2 separate regions of the Mus musculus genome follow, and region 2 is linked to region 1. The links are chromatin contacts, called in public Hi-C maps. All regions are on one chromosome and are shown on one strand. The core of a region is the stretch at or near the end of the contact, and the rest is flanking DNA. Distances in the headings are between cores, read along the strand shown. Region 1 has its middle 21 kb from the start of 1700094M24Rik. Region 2 overlaps Jazf1 (JAZF zinc finger 1).

Region 1 (3,675 bases), core at 564-3,063:
TCAAGTCTATTTGCCTGGGAAATAATAAATAAGCTTTGATCTGTCAATAACAACAACAACAACAAAGAACCTTTCTCCCTTTCTTTCTTTCTCCCTTTCTCCCTCCCACTCCCCCAGCACACCATCCCCCACCCCCACCCCATAGGCATAGCCCTGGATGTCTTGCAACTCACTTTGAACACTAGGATGGTATTGAACACATCTGGATCCACCTACCTCTGCTTCTTGAATTCTGAGTTTAAAGGTGTACACCACCACGCCTGGCCAAAAAACAACAAAACAAAAAAACAAAAAACCCAAAACCTTTTTTGGCATAGGAGAGGATAACACCTTTTAAGTGCTTTGAAAAACTGTGTTTGTAACAAGAGAGAGACGTCAGGTCATGCTTTGAACAGGAATGTAGGCTCTCATCAGTGACTACTTGGTCCAGGGTGAAACTGTTTGGGAAGGATTTGCTGACTTGGGCATCCGCACTGTTCCTAGTTAGCTCTCCTTCTGCCCCATGCTTTGGGTCAGATGCAGGCTCTCAGCTACTGCTCCAGTGCCATGCTGACTGCCTGCTACTGTGCTCTCTGCTGCCGTGATGGTCATGGGCTCGAACCTTTGCTAACAGTGATGACCTGATAACCATCTTGAATCTCTCTCTTTCTCATCTTACATTTCTTACATTGGCCTGAAACTTAAACAGTTGGTTTATACTGTAAAAAATATTTAGTGTTTGCCTATCTCTTTTTGGGTTATAAAGCAGTCTCTCTCTCCTATCTTATCTTTATCTTATCCTTGTTCCCATTTCTCAGGGGAATAGTGTGAGGTTTATCGAGCTAGGATAAAGGCAAAATTGATCCCTAGATAAGAAACCTGTCATTGTCATTAAACATCCATCAACTTAATGGGGGTGGGGGCAGTAATCAACAACATGCTTTATTGCCTTGTATTATATAACTGAGGATGACTTTTTTTTTTTTTTTTTTTTTTTTGGTTTTTCGAGACAGGGTTTCTCTGTGTAGCCCTGGTTGTCCTGGAACTCACTCTGTAGACCAGGTTGGCCTCGAACTCAGAAATCCGCCTGCCTCTGCCTCCCAAGTGCTGGGATTAAAGGCGTGTGCCACCACACCTGGCCCTGAGGATGACTTTAAACGTCTGACCCCTCTACCTCTACATCCCAGGATTGCAGGCATGCACCACCACACCTTGTTTTATTTGGTGCTGGGGACTGAACCTGAGCTTCAAGCACGCTCGGCGAGGAGTGCTTTACCAACAGCACCCCCGTCCCAGCCTTAGTAACGTTCCCTTTCTCCCCTTTCCCTAGGCTTACTTGATCCGTTTCCTGCATGTTCACACCCAGCTTTAGTCTCCTTCCCCGAGCAGCCTGTCTGATGAGAAATTGAGAGACTCGTTTGATGGAAGGAAACTGCAGGGTGAGCTGAAGTTCCTCTGTCCCTTCGGGCTGGAGCAATGGCACTCAGATCATTTCTGGGAATAAGAAGGCTGGGATTCTGGGGCAGAAATGAGACCTTTTTGTCCCCCGGCATATACTTTCTGCCCTGAAGCATCAGAGCTGCTACAGAGCACCGCAGCCGTGGGATGGGAAGAGCTCGTTCTTGAGTCTCCTTTGGATGTCATCATTTGATTAAGTCCTGGCCACTGTGAGGCAAGCAGGAGTGATGGGCACAAATTCTGGGACAGGAAAAGAAGAAAGGCAACAGTCCCTTCTCTTTTCTCTTCTGGAGGGTTGGCACATGGATGCCTTGGTGGTTGGTACAACAATCATGTCATACCACAAGGCAGAAGCCACATGCGGAGCCAAAGCCCTGGCCTGTCCAGCTGCCCTGCTTCCTCATTTTTATTTTTCCTTCTTAGATTTGTGGCTCTCTCTTGCTAACACTCTGGCTTCTATCATGGTGACAGTTACAGCAAAAAAAAAAATTTAAGGTCTATAGCTTTATACTGTCTGAGCTTGGGCAATGCCATGCCCTCCTTAGATGTTGGTTCAAGATAACAAAAATCTCCTGTGCCTTTGTAAGTGGTGCAACCATTTCCTCTGCTGTTATGAGTCACAGGCTATAGAGGACACAACAAGACAAAAAATGGGTGAGCTGAGGTGCATCAGCATTAAAATATCTGGGCTTTCAAGGACATTATACAGGAAATGAAAAGAGAATATTGGGAAAATTTTGGAAATCGCACATCTGATGAACATCTGACATCTGGACAGCTATAAAGGACTCTTACAGCTCAACAAAAACCCAGTTTAAAAGTGGGCATCTGGGCTTGGTAACATACATCTCACTTAGAGGCTGAGGCTAGAGTGTCGCCGTGAGTTCAAGGGCAGCCTAGGCTAGCAAAATGCTACCCCAGACACAGCAATAACAACAGAAAGCAGCAGAACAAAGAGGGGGTGCTTTGTCATGTATTTATTCAGAGGACAACACTAATGGCCAATAGACACTGGAAGGTGCTCAAGAGCTTAGCCCTTAGTTAAATGCAGATCAAAGCAAAGCAATGAGTTATTCCATACCGACTAGAGCATCCATGAGCAAGGAGGATGCTTAAGAAAAAATAATCCAAGGGTGACGGTGGTGGTGGCAGGGAGCAAGCATTAGAGGACATGAAGAAATTGTGATCTTTATTCCTGGGTGGAATATAAATGCATTGTCTGTGGTAAATTGGTTGCCAGTTTCTCGAAAAGAAGTGAAACATAAAATTACATTTCCCTCGGGGATCCTACTGCTCTGAAGACTGAAAAGAATGGGAAACAAGAATTTTAACAGAGACAGGTACGTATGCATGCTTAGGGTAGCATTGCTCATGATAAGCAAGAGCTGGAGAGATCAAAAGGCCCATCGAGCATGACTAAACAGAGCCAGTAGAATATTATCTAGCACCAAAAAAAAAACAAAGTATGACATGTGTTACAACACAAGTGACACTTGAAAACATTATGCTAGGTAGGAGAGGTCAGACTTGAAAAGGTGACATGTGTGGTTTCATTGGTACAAAATATCCAGAGAAGATCAATCCATAGGGACAGAGAGTAGCTTGGTTATTTTCAGGAGACAGAGAGAGAAGAAAATGGAGGAGGGCCATGACATATATGGGTTTCCTTCTGAGTTGATGAAAATGTTTGAGAACTAGTGGTATGGTGTTTAAGAAACACTTTGACTGTACTAAATGTCATAGGACGATTCATTTTAAAAATTGCCAATTTATGTTATAGGAATTTTTACCTCAGCTGGAACATACCACAACACACACACACACACACACACACACACGTACACACGTACACACACACACACATGCACGTACACAAACCCCTAAAGGCCTCAGAACAATAAGAGTATTTCCGAAAAGATACCCAGCAGTGCAGGGGTCTGCTCGAAGGATGCTGTGAGCCATCTAAGCAACAGGGCCACTAATGAGCTCCCTCCTCCCTGGAAGCCCACATCCCTCCTCCTCCTCCCTTGCTCCTCTCAGCTATTCATTAGGCTCCAACCTGCTACTTGTCAGGTAGCATTAGTTGTCAGGGCTTCCAGGGGACTTGTGCGCCCTTGTTCTCCCTGATTCCTTATTTATTATGTTAATGAGAACATGATCAAGCCTCGGAGCAGACGTTCCAAGGTGGATACCAGGGCGGTAGTCCACGACAATTGTCCACATGGTACTGTAGTGCTG
Region 2 (3,822 bases), core at 780-3,279, 370 kb after region 1:
TTCAAGCATCCTTTTAGCCTGGCATCCTTTGTAGTGTACTTATGAACCTGGACCATAGGGGATTTGAGATTCAGGCTTAGTGGCAGGAGGCAGTAGAGGTAGGGTTTCAAGGCAGAAGAATGCATCCTTCCACTTTCTATAGGAACATCCGACTTGCTGTTCAGAATCCTAGGATACTGAGTCAGATACTGGTCAGATCCACTTCTGGAAACTAGATTTTCTTTCCCTCAAATCAGTTTTCAAGGAATCCCACAATGAAGTCCATATTACTGTGGGTTCTCAGAGGGATAGGGAGGCTACCCCCCAGGAGAGCTTCATTTTGGAATATTCCTGTTGCTATAAGAGACAAAAAGGTGGACAGTTTTCTGTTCAGTTGGTTCAGATAGTCTTTTAGAAGCCAGGGAGACAGGGACAAGAGAATGACTAGGGGCCTTATGTCCCCAACACGTTCCACCTCCACAGTGTAGTTGTTTCTGGTGCTCAAGGATGATTCATTACCTTTCCCAGTTTCCCACAATTCCTAGGGGCAGAGGCTGCCACACTCTTTTGCTCATGTGAAAACCCTCTGTGGAGTTGTCTGTTCCAGTGCCCCGACAGAAGTTCTCTCTACATTCACTACTGACATGTACAAAGATTTACTCACGTCTGGGAAGGCCTTTAACTACATGTTGAAGGGGATCCTCCTGGAACTATACTGTTGTGTTGCAACCACTAGCTTGACCATTTATCTACTCTGTGTGACCATGGACGAGTTTCACATGCTGATGCCTTAGTGTTCTGCATCTATAGAGCTAAGGTGTGAGCTTCCATCTAGGACGTTACAGGCGAGACTATCTGAATCCACCCCACCCCACAATGAGAGCAAAAAGCTCCACCGAGGACTACTTCATCATGGTGGAACTGGGAACAGTGCGTGAGTGAGCAGCTCTCAGCTCTAGTTGACCAGCCCAAGTGCTGTTCAGTACCCTAGGATACTGAGTCAGATACTGGTCAGATCCAATTCTGGAAGTGAGATTATCTTTCCCTCAAGTCAGTTTTAAAGGAATCCCCCAATGAAACCATTTCCTGTGATACACTCTTGCTAAAATAATAATGGAACCTTCTGGGTCTGCCTACAGCTGAGGTCACACAGCAATCTGCATCCACATTCCGGCGCATTATGTGAAAAGCTCATTTGTGTCTCTTTAGTTACATATTTACTCAAAAGTGACATAGACTAATACTGAATTGTACCAAGTGGCATGTGACTGCTGTACTCAAAATGTTCGGATTATTTTGAATGAATGGATTTATTTCCTCCTTGTAGCTTTGGGAAGTCTAGCCTATCTGGTTTCAGTTAGGCAACAGTCTGTGGCCAGCATTTTCTGGTACATTTGAAACTGTTGAATACTGAGAGCTAAAACCTCTCCACTGGCAGTGCAGCTTAAGCCTAATGTAGATATAAACACATTTAATGGCACTTTACTTAGGTACAGCTTTATTATTCTTAACTCTCATAGTAATTTTGAATCACATTGCATTAACAAATTTTTATTAGGTTTCCCCATGGCAAGCTGGTTGCAGACAAGGCCCTTCCTGACTCTCCCTCCAGAACACGAATCTTAGGTCTCCTTACTAACTCCAGAGAGCACAGAGCTGTGAAGAGCTTGCCTTTGCCCTTTCCTAGCTCAGCAGGCTCTGAAGGACATGGGTCCCACTCCCTACTCAACCACCTTGCAGATGTGACAGTTGGTGACAGGGGAGAACTGGCAAGAGTGACTCCTGCAGCTGCTGGGTTTATGAACTATTTCATGGCCTAAATGATTACCCTGTGCTTTTGTGTAGGATGGCTCTAGTAGACAGCTAGACCCTGCCCAAGAGCCTACAGCATGGGCAGCACATTGCATGTAGTGCATAGCGAGGTAGGTAGCTTAACAGACAGTCATGCTGGAAACCCTGGTGCCCAGCAGGCCAACCAACATGTCCTGGAGTGCTGTGGAGATCTGGAGCCCCAGCAGGAAAGAAGGGCATTCTAGAATCTTCAAGAAAGCATGCCCTGCAGGCCGCACTGCTGAGTCACAGACTAACCACAGACCTCATCCAGGCCACTGTGTTCAACACTTTAGCTTATTAACTGGAAACAAAAATTAATAGGGAAGACAATATCTTGCAGTGAGTTTATGTGTGAGCTGTGTAAGTGTGGGCAGGTGAATTTCCCTGTGTGTCTTTGTTTCTCACAGGCATATTGCATTTATTGAGACATATTACATCTGCATAGGATATGGTAAGCATAAAGCTGTATCAAAGTGTGGGGTTGAACCAAATAAAAGGCAGATATCTTTGAAGATGCATACCCTATATAGACGGCAGGGGGCTAGACATACACACCGAAACACCAACCATGGTCCGTCTGAGTGGTGGACTAGAGAGGATCTTTTTACTTCCCTGCTGCTCTCTTTCCATGTTTGCTGTATTTTCTCTAATGACACATTATCTTTTGGTTAGAACAAAAAATAATTATACCTATTTATAATTATTTTGTTCTATATATTATATGAAAATAGTCATTGAGTGAGCATGGCCCCCGTGGCTTCATATGTTTAAATGTTTGGTCTCCAGTTGCTGGAACTGTTTGGAAAGGACTAGTAGCCTTTTGGAGGAGGCATGTCACTGGCAGGCTCTGAGGTTTCAAGAGACTCACACAATTCCCAGTGTCACCCTCTCTGCTCCCGTTTATGGATCAGGATGTGAAGTCTGAGCTGCAGTGCTGCTCTGCTGCCCACCGTGACGGCCATGAGCTCACCCTCCCTCAGAAACTGTAAGCTTCCTAGGTCTCCTCACAGGAATAGAAAAGTAACTATGAAAGTTATGGAGAGCAAGATGAGAAAATGTTACTGAAAGTCCGGCCATCGTCCCCCCTGGGCAGTGTCTCTGGAATATTCTAACATTACCTTCCTCTTCTTCCAAAGAGAACAAATCACAAGTGGTCACACTGATGTTAATGTGAGCAGTGCACTGACAGCAAATCACAAATGGCAATACAACATGTTCGCTCACTATCTGACAACTGACAACTCTGTGAGCCTTTAAATATATTAAAAAGGGGGACCATCCCTCCTTCTCTCCTTCCCCTGCCCCTCGCTCTCTCTTTCTGGTTATTCGAGACAGAGTTCTTCCATGTAGCACTGACTGTCCTTGAACTTGATCTGTAGACCAAGCTGGCCTTGAACTCAACAGAGATCCACCTGCCTCTGCCTCCCAAGTGCTGGGATTAAAGGCCTGTACCTACCACTACCTAGCCAGATAATTTTATTAAGAGAAATGGCTTAGGTGATTTCACAATAGCTTATAGATGCTTGCTTTGCCACCAAAAAAAGTTCCTATAATCTACTTCTGTGCTTATTACTTTACATCAGGGTGTTCCTGCTGTGCCACCAGAGCACAAATATTTCAACAAAATCCCCCTATAAACAGACAGTAGATTTTTTTTTCTTTAAGGAAAAGCTAAGTGTTGAATAAAGAATACTAAATATAATCACAGTTGTAATCAGGGCATTGGCTTTTTCTCCTGCACCAACATTTGAGAGTCTAATACAGTGCATGATTGTAACTGGAGGTTTTCTGGAGGGTGCCCTGATCTCAGAAGAACAAAAAGGGTATTAGTTACTTCTTTCCAGACTGCATATCGGCCCTGAGGAGTTGAGCTTCCTGTATTAGAAAGTTCCTCAGTAAGGTGGGGTTGGCAAAGGAGAGCTTTCAGTGTGTCACAGCATTTCCCGATGATCCGCAGTGAAGCTGGAGAGCAACTAGACTTGGCCATGCCTTCCACCCAAGGGCAGAAGG

Evidence for each region. A called contact is a pair of places that touch in the nucleus more often than the background predicts.
Region 2: a Hi-C map of granulocyte-monocyte progenitors shows a contact between it and region 1, with 1.9 times the contacts expected there. The contact joins two enhancer-like sites. A contact is called at or near these places in 3 of 484 Hi-C or Micro-C datasets (embryonic stem cells, granulocyte-monocyte progenitors and uterus), 2 of 115 datasets of contacts at active chromatin or transcription factors (large pre-B cells and pancreatic cancer cells) and 1 of 9 other capture datasets (embryonic stem cells).

The regions. Positions count from the first base shown.
Region 1 is chr6:52,469,783-52,473,457 of GRCm38.p6, forward strand. No RefSeq gene overlaps it. Among named protein-coding and RNA genes, the nearest start is that of 1700094M24Rik, 21 kb to the right of the region's middle. Within about 2 kb of position 1,814, at least 40 of the 459 cell types and tissues checked have an H3K27ac peak or open chromatin away from gene starts, as enhancers often do. A contact at or near this core is called in granulocyte-monocyte progenitors, where this site is marked.
Region 2 is chr6:52,844,467-52,848,288 of GRCm38.p6, forward strand. The region is part of intron 2 of Jazf1 (JAZF zinc finger 1); the gene reads right to left. Among named protein-coding and RNA genes, the nearest start is that of Gm52903, 20 kb to the right of the region's middle. Within about 2 kb of position 2,030, at least 24 of the 459 cell types and tissues checked have an H3K27ac peak or open chromatin away from gene starts, as enhancers often do. A contact at or near this core is called in granulocyte-monocyte progenitors, where this site is marked.